Regions from separate parts of the Hordeum vulgare genome. Here region 1 is linked to region 2. A link is a contact called in public Hi-C data. All regions are on one chromosome and are shown on one strand. Each heading gives the region's core, a stretch centred on a gene start, on an enhancer-like site or on the middle of the called end of the contact. The rest is flanking DNA. Distances are from core to core; before and after follow the strand shown.

Region 1 (2,700 bases), core at 187-2,686, 170 kb before region 2:
TGGAAACAAACACCCTCTGAGTAGTTGTATGGACGTCTACCAAAGCCATGGCAACTGAAGCGGCCGCCAAGAGCATGAACCGGGCCGGCGAAGAATATCCACACAAATGCAGCCGCAACTGAGTTGGAAAGAGATGGTTAGGTTAAGTTAACCTCCTGTCGACGATAGATCAGCATTCAGCAAATGTTACACCATATCTACCACTGCCGGGACGCGGAGCAACAATATGTCAAAATAAAGAGCGATGGTGAAGTTAGTCTCCTATTGACGATAGAGTAAGGTAAAATACAAACGATTAGACTTTACCAACTAAATCTAGTCAAAAGTGGTTTGGTTTGGCGCCAGAAAAGCCGCAGCTTCTCGTGCGAGGATAGACTATCGTCCTACTACCTGCCGAGTTCGTTGCCTCTGAAAATGTTAATCATTAGGGCTCCTGTCTGTCCCATTATCATGACACCGTCCTTTCACCAGCAGTAGTAATCTCTCTACCCCCTCCTGCCTCCATCCATGAACATCCAGGTTTCGTTTTCCGAGAGGAGATGAACATCCATGTCTACTTTCCTGCTCATATAGGAAAACAAAATTAACTGCTGAAACCACTTATAGAACTATGCATGAAATCAGTAATAATTAACCGGGCAAGAGATTACCTACTACCAAAGTCTCACCGGTAACGCACAAATCATGCAACCCTGTCGCCCCAATAATGAAATCAGGCGAAAGACGGACGACTGGGAGTAAGTAAACACAACTTGGAAACTCTTTTTGTCATAAGAAAAGACAAGTTGGGTATTCTGGTGTGCATGCAGTGCTGTGGTTAGGTGGTGAGGCTCTGCTTCAAGCAACACGTACGTTGATGGGTTGATGTAGTATTGTACTCCTACTAATTAGTCTCGATTACCAAATTCGATCGTTCTTCCCTGTGAGTTGACTATGCATACCTTCAAGTGAACTGCTCCCCAAGTCCGTCGTCCGACCATCTGTACATACACACGATGATGGTGCATGCATCCATTGCCCTTGAACATTGCATTGTTTTGTGTACAGTTGAGTAGAAACCTATGCTTCTCTCTTAGGTAAAACAGACGGCTGGTAGCACCAGTAAGAAAGAAGGACGGCATCTGGCCATATCTCCATATCTAACACCCAAGAATCCGGGCGGGAAATAGGGAAGACAGAGAAGAAATGCAAGTCCAGAAATCAAGCAAGAAGCTAACAGGAAAAAACACAGTGGATCATACTGGCGAAAGAGCATTGTTCAAGGGGTACCAGTACTAAATTCGGGAAAGAGCAGTGGATTGTACTCTAGTGGCATCGTCCGGCCGGGCGTCCAGAACCCAAGCACTGACAAAACCTACACTGCAGCGGCATCTACACCTACACGTACGTGCGCGCACACGCAAAACGGCCGAGACAGGATGGACCCTCCAAGGCGTCGTCGACCCATCCATCTCATCTCGCCAAGAACCCTCCAAGGCGAGTTGGCACTTGGCGCTAGCCTAGCTTGGCCCGGCGCGTCCCGTCCCTGCTACGACGGACGAGATAATGCCAACAATTGGTGCGAGGAGGAAGGAAACGGACGTGGACGTGGACGTGGACGTGGGGGATGGCTGGACGAAACCGGGCGTCACGGGCTGGCGCTCCCGTGACTCCTGGGCTCCTGTCTGCGCTGCAGTGTCACCACGCTGATCCTCCGCCGAGCAAGCTAAACCCAATTATTTGGCTTCGGAAGCTGCGTGGGATTCGGCCGTATACGGGCTGCTAGGGACAGAGTGTTCTAGCAGGTGTCCGGTCACGGCGGTCAGTGCGTGGGCGTGACGCCTCGCGTGTGTCACCTCGCTGCTGCACCATGGCAAATCTCAACCGTACGTACGCCCCGGTCGACTTCGAAGCTGAGAATAGTAGGAGTACTACACAAGTTCCTTTCGATGGGGAAGATGGAGGGAGAGGGAGTGCGACCTTGTGAAGAAAGGTTGCTACTCATTTTGTTTTTAGAAAGCAGGAGACGCTAGACTGGGAATAGGATGGGATGACGCGTGCGGTCAACGTGCAAAATGAATGGATTAATCTGCATTAAAAACTACTCCCTCCGTTCCTAGATATAAGTCTTTGTAGAGATTCTACTAGTAGACTACATACAGATGTATGTAGACATACTATAAAATGTAGATTCACTCATTTTGTTTCGTATGTAGACTCCTAGTGAAATCTCTTAAAAGACTTATATTTAGGAACGGAGGGAGTAAATACGAAGCACAACAAATGAGAGGGTGCTTGGATACATTTTAGTCCCATGACTAAAAGTAATGAGACTAAAACTTGCTAGCCTCACCCATGCTTGAATTCAAATACTAAATAGACTAAAATCAAGTTAATGATCATTTATTATCCTCCAAACCCTCCAATCCAGAACTTGCATGAGGAGTTAAATGAGGAGAGAGAGGACTAATGCACATTTTAGTAGGGGTACCTATGACTAAAAGATTTTAGCCTCAAGACTAGTTTTAGCCTCTCTTTAGTCAGGGGTGATTGGAACTTTAGCCTCTTATAGAGACTAGTTTTAGTCAGACTAGTTTTAGTCTCTTGGACATATTCAACGGAGGCCATCGGAAGTGCCGGTGCATAGCGGACGGATAAAGCGTGCTGAGAATGTTAAGAGGGGCCGTGGTAGACCAAACCTGACATGAGAGGAGTCCGTTA
Region 2 (2,874 bases), core at 56-2,555:
GTCAAGAAAACAGAGGAGAGAAAGGGAAAACAGAGAGCTTGGGCTCGGGCTGGACAAAGCAGTATATATAGGGATACTTTTAGTCCCGGTTGGTGATACAAACCGGGACTAAAGACCTATATCTAGTCCCGGTTTGTATTACCAACCGAGACTAATGACCCTCGCAAGGGCCCCAGCCTGACAAAATTCTGCCACCACCTCTTTAGTCCCGGTTGGTAACATCAACCGGGACTAGATGTTACTAATAAACTGGGACTAAAAGCATTCCTCACGAACCGGGACTAATGGTCACATTGATCCCGGTTCAAGAGCAAACCGGGATTAATAATCGAAACGTAAAACATGTTTTCTACTAGTGTACGCGTGCACCCTATATGCGCCAAAACAATTAGTAATTCAAAAAAGTTAGCAAAATTCTAAATCTTTTTTGGAACCAAACATGATTAAGTATTGCACTCATATAAAAAGTTTGGACAAGAAAATATTTCCAATGAATCCGAGACAAAAAAAACAAGTTTAATTATGATGACAATATAGCGTGTATAGTACTTGTATATAGCGATTTTTGCCGAATCTTCGATCCACGATGCAACAGAAGTCATTCTTTGATGAATCCTTTTATACAACTACAATACTTATCATGTTTAATACCAAAAAAGATTTACAATTTTTTAAACTTTTTCTAAATTACTATTTTTTTTCATATAAGGTGAGCTGGCACCCAGGTTCTCCTTTGTATTTTCCGTTTTAGTACTAGCAAGCACAACGAGGAAAAAACCCAAAGAAACACTGTACTTGGCTAGATTGTGTAAATATCCCCGCCGCTTAATCGAACGACTGTTTGGTTATCCTCGCTTGTCGTCTCTAGTCTTTGCTCGCTCTGTGTTTTGTGTGTGTCGCGACCACCATTTTGACCAGTGATGTCCCACGAGATGAACGGTGACGTTGATACGTAGTTTCACGAGCCGTCCGCCGACTACGACTATGGGGATGTGAACGGGAGCCACGAGGTCGGCTGCGCCTGGTGTTTACCCGGCGCCGTTTTCCGCCGCCGCCACTGTCGTCGCCTCTGCTTTTTGATCGACGATCTTACTCGGGAGTGAACTGCGTCCGTCGGCGGTCGGCATCGCTTCATCGCTCATCGGTGGGCTGAAAATATTACGGATAAGAGGATGATTAGCTTGTCGCTTTGTCTGTGTACTTGATCTGGTCATGTGAATATTCCGCCGCCTAATCGGTGCGCGCCTGCCGTCTCTACAAGAATCAATCATGATTAACAGGGACGTACGACGTTCAGTTTTCTTTTGCGCCCACAACCTACTACACGCATGATAACGGGAAGCACGCGGCCGGCTGGCCTGGCGTTTACCCGGCGCCGTTTTCCGCCGCCGCTGCATCTGCTTTCGATCCGTCGAAGAAATCTCGTTCGAAGGTGACCGCTGCGTCGGCGTCGCGTCGAAGGTGACCAGACCAGTGGGCGAAGAAGTTTCGGATAAGAGCAGGCCGCGCGCCTGCGTCCAGAGAAGACCAATGGAACAGCAGCGCAGCGGGTCTGCAGCACGCGCGTTGCGCAGAGAAATGAGCAAAACTAGTGATAACATACAGTTAAGAGTTAACAGAAGCCAAGTTCTCATCGCATAAGGTATATGGATTTCTTTATTTCATGTATTTGTTGTTGAACATTCAAACATTGTGGGCAGTTCTCTCGGACTCAAATAGGTAGCATGACCGTGTTGGCTTTTGAACGTGCGTATGCACCGTATAGGTGTGCCTACGCGATTTTTGCTTCGGCCAGCAACTTGACGGAACTTGCGTAACTAGCGACACGAATAAAACTGATCAATGGATTCGATGGCTAAAGGCATGTGTCGAGCCTTTTCTTTGTATTGCTTTTCGTTTTTCTGGTGTTACAATCAACACCTCTAGGGTGCCTTTTATACACGTCCACAAGGAACTATGAAAATAGACTAGGACTAGGAATCCTAATACTACTAGGACTTGGTTTGGCTTTCTTTCCTAATCCTACAAGGAACAACATGATTAACTTCTACATTCACCTCCTTAATCTTGTTGCTTGACTTCACTTCTTGCACTCCGACTTTCTTCCTCATCTCGATGAACTTCTGTCGACCGAGGGACTTGGTGAAAATATCAGCAAGTTGGTCTTTCGTGTTCACATGTTGAACCTCGATCAACACTTCTTCAATGCACTCCCGGATGTGGTGGAACCGGGTATCTATGTGCTTACTCCTTTTGTGATGAACCAGATTTTTGCACAACGAGATTGCAGCTTGGTTATCGATCTTCAGTGACACCTTCTGCACCTCCCGCTTTGCAAGAATAGCTAGAAGTCTTCTCAGCCACACTGCTTGACAAGCCGCCGTGCTTGCAGCTATGTATTCTGTCTCGCATGAAGACAGTGCCACCACGTTTTGTTTCTGAGAATTCCAGCTAATCGGATTCGGGCCAAGGTAGAAAATCATGTCCGTTGTGCTCTTTCGGTCATCAACATCACCTGCCATGTCACTATCTGAATATCCACGAAGGATTAATCCTTCCTTTCCCTTTCTGTACGTACAACCAAGATTAATGGTGCCTTTCACATAGCGCAAGATTTGATTGACCGCGCTCATGTGCTCGGTTGTCGGATTCTCCATGAAACGACTCATGATCCCGACTGAATAAGCCAAGTCAGGTCGGGTATGCACCAAATATCTTAGGCTGCCCACAACGCTTCGATACATTGTGGTGTCCACCGGCGGATTTGAGCTACGCTTGCTCAACTTCTGACGTTGGTCCACTGAAACTTGTATCTCGTAGCAATATGACATGCCACACTTGTCCAATAACTTGACCGCGTAGGCCGATTGACAT

What was found. Hi-C and Micro-C count contacts between places; a contact is called where the count stands out from the background.
Region 1: a contact with region 2 is called in a Hi-C map of leaf, with 3 times the contacts expected there. The contact joins two enhancer-like sites. A contact is called at or near these places in 5 of 6 Hi-C or Micro-C datasets (leaf, seedling and an unstated tissue).

What each region holds. Positions count from the first base shown.
Region 1 is chr5H:425,542,552-425,545,251 of MorexV3_pseudomolecules_assembly, reverse strand. No RefSeq gene overlaps it. Among protein-coding and RNA genes, the nearest start is that of LOC123395598, 95 kb to the right of the region's middle. Within about 2 kb of position 1,436, at least 3 of the 3 cell types and tissues checked have open chromatin away from gene starts, as enhancers often do. A contact at or near this core is called in leaf, where this site is marked.
Region 2 is chr5H:425,367,747-425,370,620 of MorexV3_pseudomolecules_assembly, reverse strand. No RefSeq gene overlaps it. Among protein-coding and RNA genes, the nearest start is that of LOC123395598, 80 kb to the left of the region's middle. Within about 2 kb of position 1,305, at least 1 of the 3 cell types and tissues checked has open chromatin away from gene starts, as enhancers often do. A contact at or near this core is called in leaf, where this site is marked.